Regions from separate parts of the Zea mays genome. Here region 1 is linked to region 2. Evidence: chromatin contacts called from public Hi-C data. All regions are on one chromosome and are shown on one strand. The core of a region is the stretch at or near the end of the contact, and the rest is flanking DNA. Distances in the headings are between cores, read along the strand shown. Region 1 holds the start of LOC100276016. Region 2 holds the start of LOC100275594.

Region 1 (6,462 bases), core at 1,408-3,907, 140 kb after region 2:
TTTGTTAGTCACCCTTCCTTTGGGGAGATGTATTGTGTTTATCAAACTGGATAAACCTAATGAGCAGCTATGACCTCTGGGAAATCTTTGTAAAGGCTACGTAGTGAGACCCTGCTAGGTCACCTTGGTAGTGATCAATGGAGAGTCATGATCTCCGGGCAGAATGGGAATCACGACTTGTGGGTAAAGTGTGCTACCTCTGCAGAGGGTTAGAAATTGATATATCAGCCATGCTCACGGTTAAGAGCGGCCTTGGGATCCTCTTTGATTAGAGATACAGATGATCCGAGTTACAATGATTCTATTAATGGTTTTTATACGACGATGATAATGATGTTTCCTCGATGAGGAAATGGTCCACTGGTTGGCTATTACTAAAACTTGGATTCCACTAATAATAAATACCTGACCAACTAAAAGCAACTGCTTGAGCTTAACCCCACATAAAGCTAGTCCACTTCAGCCAAACGAGACATTTGCTGAGTACGTTGATGTGTACTCACCCTTGCTTTCACAAAACACCAAGTTGCCTTTGGTGCAATCTATGCTCAGATAAAGAAGAAGGAGAAAGACGTCGAGGTGGATCTCCATGAGTTCCAGGACTTCGACGAGTTCATGGATAAGGCTAGCGACCTCCTCCAGTCAGCTGCCTGTGGTGGGTTTATTTACGTTGGCTATGTTTCTGTTCTGTGTACTTTGATTCATATTATTTAAATGACTCTAGTTTGTAGTATTATTACTTACTCTTTATTGTTATTCGAAGCATTGTGCTATGATGAGTCATTTATGTAATCGCCGTGTACGTGAATTTCTGATCCTGGCACGTACATGGTTCACATTCGGTTTACCTTCCAAAACCGGGTGTGACATTGACCGCGTACGGTGAGGAGGCGAGGCCGAGCCCCTTGGACGGTATGACCTGTGGTATGGGGCTTATACTTGCTGTTGACTTATGCCTGGTAGAGACGTCTGGTTCCTGCAGAGAACCAAGGCCAGGGTCGAGGGCTCGGTCACGTACCCGAGCCTACCTGACAGAGAGGTTGTCCATGCCGTGTTGTGTATGGCGAAAAGCCTCTGGGTAATACGTTAGCTCCACTGTTTCTGGTGACGTTGGACACCCTTTCGTTGATAATATCGAGGTCGAAGCTGGGCTCAGGCGAGGCGGAAGTCTGCACGAGGTCGTGACCGAGCCCGCTCCAAGATTCATAGACGTGTGCAACATAGTTGAAGGAGTGGTCTCCTGCGAGATTCACATGGAGCAGGTAGCCAAGGCCGGGCTCGGGCGAGGCGGAGTTTGTCCCAAGGTTGAGGCTGTCTTCAGGCGAGGTGGAGTTTGCGCCCGAGGACGAGCCCACACTTTTGTCGTATGCGTGTCCCATTAGGATTTGGCAGGTAGCATGGGGAAACAGTGGCCGCTGTACTCAGACATACGCCATCGTAGTTGGTGAAGTCCGACGGGACCGCGGTCTTGTCGCTCCTGTTCGCCTGTGACACTACGTGGGTAGGTATGCACATTGAATGCTTATGTCTCCTGCGGCCTTTGGCTGAGACCTGCCTCGGGGTTGTCTTCCTTGCCCAAGACGGGCTCAGGCGAGGTGGAGACGGTAGTTCTGGGGAGAAGGGGCCTCAACCGGGACGAGGATTCTCCTGAGTACGTATCTTGTCCAAGGGCAGGCTCGTGCGAGGTGAAGTTATGGGTGACCGGCGAGAGGGGCCTTGGGCGAATCATGGTTTATACCTTATTGTTCTCGGGGAATGTGGCAGATGGAAACCTCATGGTTAAGTGTGTTTATGGACATGATACAGGTACCCTTAATTACGATACCCGACAATAATTTTATCACAAGTTCAACAACATTCAACATTAAATGGTAATATCATGTCATAAAAATCACACAAAATATAACATTGATAGTACAAAACTTTTGGACCAAAAGAGAGTTTTCAACGACAACATAAAACATTAGGATAGTTATCTAATTATTCAATACACAATACTTAATGTTTAAATATATAAGACCTGTAAGCTATTTGAGCTTAAATGCATCCTTCTCTTACAGTTTCAGTATTGCTCTCAAAGTAAAAGCTTCAGTATAGCAGTAAAATTAGTAATTTTCTATTTAAACATACATAGTATACACGATGTGAGCTCAAAATTACCACCTAGGCAGCTCCAAAATATTTCAGGTTGGTCAATAGTAGATTCATCTATGAAGCTTCATTTTATATGAAACACCTTAATCTGGATTCACTAGCGGATATGAGACAAAAGAGAGCATACACACTTTCACCATACTTGATAGGTATACCAAATAACCTAATAAAATATTCATGAATACCAAAATTTGTTATACCCATGTTTTAGGGTTAGTTTGAGAACTTTATTTTCCCAAGTAAAATTAGTTTATTTTCTCCTGGGAAAATAAAAGTCTTTTGAAAAAAAATAGAATTTCCAAACTAGCATTTACTAGTGTTTTTACCTATCGTTTTCGAGTAGCCATTGTCATATGTGGAGACAGCCTCAGGTTTACTTTAGAAACTCCGCTTTCACGAGGAATTTCCATTTTAACAAAGAAAATAAATTAATTTTCTATAGAAAAATAAAAATCATTTGAAAAATAAGGCTTACAAACTAGGAAGGTCCCCGACTCCCACATGGACTTGGGCTGGGCTTCTTCTGTCAGTTTCAGCCGGTTGCGCTTGCGCCGTTGTGCGGACACTTGCTCGCACGCCACATCCACAGAATCCATCTCCAGATGTCAGCCTCCGGCGACCCCCTGGACGTCCTCCCGGCGGCGGTCCTCGCCGACGTCCTGGGCCGTGTAGCTGACGCCGGAGACATCGCGGCTTGCCGCCTGGCCTCGCGGACGCTTCTCGCCGCGTCCTACATCTGCCCCCGCGTTCGCCTCTGCGCCGCCGACCGCGCCCGCCGCCGGCGCGAGGGCGGTGGTGGTTCCCCCGCTTTCCGCGCGACCACTGCAAACCTCGCCTCGCTTCTCGGGCCTCACCTCCGGTCCCTGTCGCTCGACACGGCCGGCGGTCAGGGTTCCCCCGATGACGCGATGTGGGTGGAGGAGGGAGAGTTCGATGAGGCCGACGGCCTGCATCTCACCTGCGGCGAGGCCGTGGCGGCCTGGGCGACGACCTCCGCCGGAACGGTCCTCCGGGAGCTTGATATCGCCGACTACTGGCCGCAAGCGTGCTGGCGGAAGGCCGAGGCGCTCCCCCTCATCTCACACTACTGTATGCGAGCTTTTTTTTAAGGAGATTACCTCTGGTTATACGCGAGTTCTACAGATACTACTGCATGCAAGGTTTCACTCTGAGAGTGTCATTTTCGTTTGGTGTGTCTGTCTTCGGTTATGCCATGCTTGATTGATGTAAACATATAGCTGAATATCCGGCACACTAACTCTCCGTAGACATTTGATGATTAGTTCAAAATCATATCAAGCAGTGGTGAGAGGGGGAGGAGGGGTCATGTACTCCTGTTCATAGGGAACTTCCCCTAATCGATATAATTTAGGTGTTGTGTAACGCAACAGCCTCCTAATGTTTTTGTAGAATAATAAGCTCAAACGTCGAAAACTTTGATCATAAATAACATTTGAAGTATCTATAAACTCACCATATTCATCAAGTTATCTTGGAAAGTACTTTCATGGAGGCATAAATTTGTTATGTTTTGGAGACCATGCCATTATCCAAAGTGGTGGCAATATTGGCTCTGCCCCTCATGACAAGGTCGTGAACTTTTAATGTTCTCACTAAATCTACTTGTGCATCATGTAAGCACCATTCAACTCATTTTTTGTTTGTAGTTTACCTTATTTTGGATGAATATAATACTTTGCAGCGTACTGTTTGAAGGAACTGAAGTGTCTCTAGGTTGAAAATGGTAATAAAATGAGGATAGACTAACCTAGTCACGCTCTTGCCTTGGAACATGGCACCTGATTCTGTAGATTGGTTGACTGGATGTTCTTTTGTTATTCCTTTTCATGTAGCTTCTGATTGTTTATACTGATGTATGTACCTATTACCCCTCTAGCTTGTTTAGTGTGTAGTGTACACTTTGAAGAAATAGGGGAAATTCAGTATTTGGTGTTTGATGCTTCATTGTTATGTTGGTCCAGGGCCCACATGTCGGTTAATGTATGCAAATTCTGAATACGGACATGGGAGTGGCAAATTCCAAGAAAGTTTAGATAAATATGAGACTGTTTGTTTTAGCTTTTTCTGACGAGCTTTTATGAGAATCTGGTTGTAGGGAGAATCTGAGTATCGTGGGATTACGTACGGAGGAAGATGAAAGGGTTTACTAGGTTTAGGATCTAGAAAGTGACGGATTTCTACTATCACGATGACTCACCCTATTATATATGTTCACGTTGATTTTCGACGGTTTTCACCAAACCGATTCTCATAGAAGCTGGCTGAAAAGATGGACGTTTGGCAGTCCACAACAGCTTTTGGTGGCCAGAATCAGCAAATAAGCTGAAACAAACGGGATCATGAGTGGTTATAGCCATAGACGATGAGCCCAAGACTTGATTAGGGATGACAATCGGGCGGTTAGGACACAGATATATGGTTAGCGAATACATATCCACGAGACAAAACACAATCGATATCCGTACCCATAAACGCTCGTGGGTATGTATCTATACCCATACCCGTACACACTAGGTATCCGCTACCCGACGGATACCTGCTAACCACCCACTACAATTTCTGCATTCAACACAAAACAACAATTTCATCATTCCATCAGCATCAAACAACAATTTCACCACCAAACAACAATTTTGGTATTCAAGTAGCATCAAGTTATTGGACGATAATACAAGCAATATTTGTGGAATGATAATGCACAACATTCTAGCAACAATATAATTTACCCGCGATGAGCCCAAGACTTGATCACTTGATATGATTTCTTTCTATGGAAGTAAATCGTTTGTGGCATTTTGTTATATACGCACAGATTTACCATGTTCTTGATGAAAAAGCCATCCATTATACTCTGTTTAAGGTATCTTGCTGATTAATCTTGCCTGCAATGATCTGGTTCTGCGCAGGTCAAAATCTCGTCAAGTTGTGCCTTAAAAATGCATGGCTTTCTGTTGACAGGCTCAAGAAAATGCCAAATCTGACTTATCTGACGCTTGAGTTCATTAGACTGGATGATGAAGACCTCAACCAATTGAATGAATGTTTTCCTTGCCTTCACACCCTTAATCTTATAGGAGTCGGAGGGCTCAAGGACCCTAAGATCCACCTTCTTCAACTAAAGGCTTGCTGCTGGGAGGTATCAAATGTCCCACGGTCTTTGGTTGTCCATGCACCAGACTTGGTTTTTCTGGAGTTGAAATGTATCAGACCAGATACACTCATTTTGGACACTCCATCCTTGTCTACTCTAAAGCTCACCATTGATAAACTTGGTGCAACTGCCCGAGTTGATGGCCTTCTGCGTTTGTCGAATCTTCGCATAGAATCACTGGATTTTAGTTCCCTTTTTCCAGCATTCATGGACAATCAAGCTATCAGGACATTGGAGCTCGAGCTACCTGAGTCTTCAAGTCAATATGAACTTCTTGAAGCAGTTAACCCGGATTATCTTCTAAGACGGCTAGCCAGCTTTAGTGAAGTCAAGCTGGGCCCAAGATTTTCACGTGAACTGAAACTATGTCTTGCCCAATACAAAGATATCCAGTTTGGAAGTTGCCTGAAGAAGCTCCTAATTCATGTCCCACAATCAGGGAGTTGTTTCCATCTCATGCCCCTGTTTGAGATCTGTGCACCTTTGTGTGAGGTGACTGTGCTTTTCCACGCTGAATCAGCTGATGCTGTCCGTCGTCAAGATGCAATGTCGATTTGTATGCAGAACTTCCCAGAGATCAGATGGCAGTGGGGTACCTGGCAGTAGTAATACTGTCTATATATGCATATTCGTACTTGTAGGCATATTGGTTACATAACTGAAATTATCTGTGTGACTGATACTTGTAGTTTTGCTAACATAGCAGCCCCTTCTACACGATTGGGAGCTGGTTTTGTTTGATGACATACTGTGCACTAGCATTGTACGCTGCAAGTATGGTTGTCTCTGTTTAGTCCATTCTATATTACTATATTTCTTGTTGTCTAAATATTTTACTTGTTGAAAACTGTACCTGCATTATTTTGCTATTACCTGCTACTCTAGCTGTGACTTGTGACGTTCTTTTCCCGTGTACATGGAACAGCAAGGAGATTAATCGACCATTAATCAGGTGAGGTTAGCATTATACCAACCTAGCGAAGTTATGCATTTGAACTTGTATTCCTTCTCAAGATTGTACACTGTACTGTATACTCTGTATCAGCTGATGTGCACATGCCAAACCCTGTCTGCCAAATAATCCTCTCCGAAAACACAAACATGAGGTGCCGAATAAGATCTACAGTACATCTCAA
Region 2 (5,907 bases), core at 817-3,316:
AATATATATATGATCAAGCAGCTAACAAAGCAAAAACACAGCTTGATTAACTGTTTAAATATGAAATCCCATTGTCTCAGTGATCAATGTTTTACAAAGCGCTAGGTGTCAGGTGATAGTCAGTCGATTAAGCTCCACCTTGCAGCAAGGTGAGACTGTGTGGTTGTAATTTCAAATGTGGGTAGAGTGATGCCATGGTTAAAAAAAAGGTGGTTATAGTGCCACATCGCCTAGAACCTAGGCATCGCCTTTTGAAACAGAGTTGACAATGGAAGCATGGGAGCATCATAAAAGCACATATTCTGAATTCAACTTATAATGTGATATTTGTTTAATGGAGTGAGTCTTGTATAGACATTTTTTAGTTAAATTCTAGCACTTACAATTTACTATGCATAAAAATGGCATGTGTGCAATAAAAGGTGTCAGACATGTAACTCTAAGACAAAAAATAAAAATACAGTAAACTATATTAAGGTTTCAACCAGCAAAATGAGATATACATCACTGTAGAACATGTGAAAAACACAAGATGGAATACCATACCTTCCAGTTCTTATCATCAGATGCTTGAGAAACCCAACATGCTTATGGACATCATAAGGTGTGAGGCCTATGGCAGGATCCATCCAGGTTTCTTGAACAACTGCAAGAACCTATAGACATTAGCAGCTAATTAATTCAGCATCCCATATTGTTAATCGACCAATAAAAAAGCTACGTGCTATTCACCCACCAATCAACAATTAAATAACATGATCAACAAGCAACAATCAATCAACCTCATTAACATAAGCAACGCAATGCTGTTTAGTAAACAGCACAGCTTTGACATTACCTCCAATCCATATGGTTCCACACTTCTAGATCAGAAAGATTAGAGTACAACAACCAGCTATAAACAATATGTCTCTGCACATAAGCAAAACCCTCCTAACAGATTATCAATTAGAGTGCAATACATATTTCTCTGCACATAAGCAAAACCCCGTTAATTATGTCAATTGTAGACACTGTCTGAGCAACCCTGTTCAGACAACTATCCTACGGAATGTTACCGAAATTCACAAGACTACACCTGAACATGTCATCATTTTTCTAATAAAGCAAATCTCATACATCACAATTAACCAATTCGTCACCTTATCTGCTGGCTCACTCTGCAGAAAACATTTCTGCACATGTAGCACCTTGTCGAAGAACCCTGGTGCGTGCAGTCCAAGCGCATATCCATCAGTTTCATTCGTTTCCTGCTTCACCTCCACCTCCTCACCCTTGTCCTTCAACTCTTTTTGCACCCATCTCTTCGTCCCAAACGAGAACTCCATCTGCAACAACGAAAACACAAGATGACGTGAACATTATTACTTTATTACCATTCAAAACGCCAAAACCAACCGACCATAAACCCCACAGTTAAACCTCACTTTGTTCCTGTACCGGAATATCTCGTCACACTGCACGGTGGGTTTGAGGATATCATCCGGCTCCGAGCTCTCCAGGCGCTTGGGATCAAACTTGCCAAAGTTCACGAGCAAGTCGCGAACCTGGTGATGCTTGTGGCGGATCTGCGCGGCGTACGCGAGAGACTGGGTCTTGCAGCCGCCGCAGTCAGCGGCGAGGGGGCAGGGCGCCTCGATGGCGTCGTGGTGTGGCTCGAGGGTCCTGAGCTTGGCGGCCTCGGCAAAGGCGCCACGGCGGAGGCGGCGGACGCGGGCGATGAGGCGCTCGCCAGGGAGCGCACCATCGCAGAGCAGGACGAACGTGGAGCCCGCGACCTTGCAGACGCCCTTGCCCTTAAAGGCGAGCGCCTCGCAGGTGAGCTCGACTGTCTCGCCACGCTTCGGGAAGTAGCCCTTGCGAGGAGGAACCGGGGGAAGCGGCAACTGGGATGGCGCGGGGGTAGGCGCGGGCGATTCTGGCGCTGCGGCGGCTACGGCGAGGAGGCGGCGGCTGTGGTTGAGGGGAACGCCGCGGCGGAGGCAGCAGATGGTGAGCGGGGTGACGGCGTGGGCAGCCATGAGGGGGCTGCCTCTGTCTGCCTGGCTGCGGCGGCGTAGTGTGGTGTGGAACTGCGGATGGGGCAGTGGACGGTGGAGATGGCGCCGGATAGAAGGCAACGGCAGTGGCGCACAAGTGGCCCCGCACCTTCAATCAGTTGGACAGTTCGAGGCCCGGAAAACCACTGAAATACCAAAAGAGGATATATATCTTGTGCATATAAAAGTTTAGTGTATACAGTGCATATATTAAATCATCATCACTCATCTTATATCTAACGTCTCTAGTTAATTATTGTAATTTATAAATAACACTTTCCATCACTACACTCCGCCACGTTGGAGGGTGTTCTTAGCAAAATATATCAAACAACTAAAGACATTAGATATAAAATGATTGATGATGATTTAATATGTGTACCAGATATGTTCTCATACAAAAAGGGCTGATTGCAGAGGATTGTAGACTCTAGGCCTCGAATATCTGATGAGCTTTTGGCTATACAGAGAGAATCTAAGTGTCGCGTTGATTATATGAGAAGAAAGACGAAATGGTTCGTAAGGTTTAAGATCTAGAAAGTGATATATTTCTACTATCACGACGACTCGACTGATTTCATATTGAAATTGATTTTGAACGTTTTCACCAAAACAGTTCTCGTTAAATCAGACTGAAAAGCTAGGCTCTTGGTAATCTGCAGCAGCTTCCGGTGGCCAAAAGCTGAAACAAATAGGACATCTATCTATCTCACGACTTTCAAATTTTATGCTAAAATATAAAGTATTACTTAGTTCAAAGTTCGTGCGTTATAACAGTACACAATTATATTTGATATCTATAAAAATAAATTTAATATTAAAGTAAACATATGATCCACATATCAGATACTAAATCGATAAAAATAAATATTTTATTTTATCTTAGTCACAAGGTCGAGAAAGGTATCAGCGAAAAAAAGCTCGCCCTTTTTTTATATAGCTAACTTGGTTACTCGTTCTTCTTCAACTAATGAGGTAGTATTATGTGCGAGCGATGTTTTATGTGTGGCTTTTATCTGTTGTGTTAGTTTTAAGTGGCTTTTCACGGTCCGTCCATCAATAATACGTAGTGTAACAATCTATTGGTATGCGAGAAGTGGGTGGCATGCGCGTTTTGCGCGTTACGTATCAAACATGAAACTATTTCTTCTTTAAAATACTAGAGATACATGGTATTCATATTGCATTTGGCAAAAAATGTTAAAACGGGTAATTTGAGGCCCAAAAACCACTCGAAATACCAAAATGGGCTGATTGCAGAGCATTGTAGACTCTATTTATCTCACGGCTTTTAAAATTTATACTGAAATATAAAGTATTCTACATTGTGTCCATATTACATTTGGCAAAAATGTTAAAATGGACAGTATAGTTTAAGGCTTGTCTTTTGTTGGATTTAACCTACGGGTACTCATATCATTTAAGAAGTTTCTTAAGTTGCCATATTCTTTTTAAAATATATTATATTACAGGACAGATGTAGGGCATGTTTGGTCACTTTGGACGACTAACCTTAGCCAAAGTGTGTCACATTTAGCCACGAACCAAACATGCCTGTAGTACTCAGATATATTTCAAATTGTCGTGGTAGCCTATCTCATACAGTCGTACCCAACCCTATTTATGTTTTGCTCTAGTTTTTACTCACCGAAAGGGAAATATGATTAAGTTATTTCTATATCGGTTTTGGTGTTCGATGACCATCGTAATATTATGGACTAACTAAATTGTTAATAAATTATTGCAGGTTCATGATATTGATTGTAAAATACTCAGTGAAGAAAATAGCCAAACCTTACTAAAAAGAGGCATAGCTTCAAAGAAAGGAACCTTAAGGGTTTGAATGGTTTGATAAGTTCCTAAACACCCTAAGAATGTTTTGAAACCCTTGGAAGCCAGTAGAAAGATAAGAAATGAAAAGAGGTCTTCCAGATGCGTAGTGAGGATTTTTCTTTAGGGTGGCAACACAAATATAAATATAGTATAATTAATAAATAGAATATATGTCACTACACGGCGATTCACTTATACCGATCTAAGGTTGGTTACTAAATGTGCCTTCAACGACCTACTGTTGATCAATGATCGTTGTAAGTGCCATCGGTAAAGTCTTTAGAGTCCAACTTCTTTTTAGCGACTAACTGTTTGTTGCTATTATTTAACCAATTGTGGCTTTCTATATTATATATTTAGCAACCAACAGACAGTTGTCATACTGACAATTGTTATTAATAATAATATACAGTTAATTAGCATTCAACATGACTGATCCACTGAATAGATATAAACACAAAAGCACCATAAATTCCAGAATTTTATTCACAGAATTACACAGAGATACACATTGAGACCCAACTCATGTAGAAGCCTTCAACACTATGTCTGTCCCTTTTATTCATCAGTCAAACTTCATAAGATGAAAGCATACAAATACAATGTATGAGAAGATACATAGACAAATGAAAGCTCTAATTACAAATATGTATAGATGAATTTTGCAAAAACTAGTCCAAGAGAAGTGATAAAGTATCTCCAGATATCTAATGAAGGTAGAAAAAATAGATAAGCTTTTCCCTACATCTGACTCGTCTTGGTTGTAGGTGGAAATGTTGAAGTTTGTTGAAAAAGACGTTGCTGTTAAGTCTAGACCAACAGTTCAATTCTGCATGTACCTTCTCGATGCTCACAATTAGGGGTGGTAATGGATCGCAATCCAAATGCCTCTTCACAATTTGTTAAGGCCCTAAATAATTTGTAGTTCAAAAATGAATAGAAACAAAGCCCGATCCTAATCCGATTCAATCCTTAAGTTTTATAGTGTAAAATTTGAGGCCAACAATATAGCCCCCCATTTTGTTAAATGTCTGTTTATACGCTTCCAGCAGCAGGTCAATTGCACCCTGCGACGTCCAAGATAAATTAAAGAGAAATGTCACTTTTTTTAAACAGAAACAAGTAAAGATATGACTGTTTATCAAGACAGGGAGGCAGGGATGGCAAGTCATGCTAACAATGAGCTTTATAAGATCAGTCTTTATTTTTGTTGGCGGTCTCCCTCTATCAACAGTCCCTACAACTAGAAGAAAACAAGTGGTTAACACATGGAAGTAAAACCTGTAAAAACAAACCAAATAGAGGATCACTTTAAGCCTCCAAAGCAAACACAAAAAGTAAGTTGCCAAGCTAAGAGAATAACTTGTTACACTCATTTTTTTTGTGAAAACCAAAAAAACAATAGGCTCAAGAGATGTCAATGCAAGATGGAATTAGGTATCTATTGAAACATAATCTGTTTTTCTCTGCGAGAGCAGCACAAGTGTCTGCTCCGTGGAGAAACCACAGGATCTAATTGTAGCATCCTGCGGAACAAGATATAACAGATTGGTCAACAGTTGTAAAAGCTATTAATAAAAGATGGAAAACTCACAGTTGTACAAGCTATTAATAATAGAATAATTGTTGTCAGTGGCTGCTAGAGAATAAAATTATTCACTCTGCATGGCAGATGACTAGATAAAAAGGGCTAAAGAATATGCCTAGTTGCCTACTAACAAGAATGAAGCATCAGCACTTTTCTGATTTTCTGTGAACAGTGTCATAAGCATTTGCCTTAATTTGAAGGAACTTTATTTCTAGCAATAAATTTAATTACTTTGCCAGAAGAAAAACAAGTGAAACACTAAGACATACCTCAAGAATAGAAATGACAACATGACTAGCTGTAGGGCTATATGCCATACGAACAAGGTCCATAGAAACTATCTTGCTTCCTGTCAGAGCAACAAATTCTGCAAACAAATAAAGAAACCTGAGACTAACTCAAAAGATTTGTATCCACATAAGATAAATATCAACTAAGAGGGTGTTT

Evidence for each region. Hi-C and Micro-C count contacts between places; a contact is called where the count stands out from the background.
Region 1: a contact with region 2 is called in a Hi-C map of leaf, with 5 times the contacts expected there. The contact joins the promoter of LOC100276016 here to the promoter of LOC100275594 in region 2. A contact is called at or near these places in 5 of 25 Hi-C or Micro-C datasets (ear, endosperm, leaf and 1 more).

The regions. Positions count from the first base shown.
Region 1 is chr3:6,244,531-6,250,992 of Zm-B73-REFERENCE-NAM-5.0, forward strand. It overlaps LOC100276016, which reads left to right and starts at 2,658. Exons shown (of 2, transcript NM_001350157.1): 1 at 2,658-3,243; 2 at 5,082-5,986. The coding sequence starts at 2,757. The coding sequence ends at 5,932. It overlaps LOC100501160, which reads right to left. Exons shown (of 3, transcript NM_001195956.2): 3 at 6,262-6,462.
Region 2 is chr3:6,109,744-6,115,650 of Zm-B73-REFERENCE-NAM-5.0, forward strand. LOC100275594 reads right to left here and starts at 2,067. Exons shown (of 9, transcript NM_001149644.1): 1 at 1,428-2,067; 2 at 1,143-1,328; 3 at 547-656. The coding sequence starts at 2,021.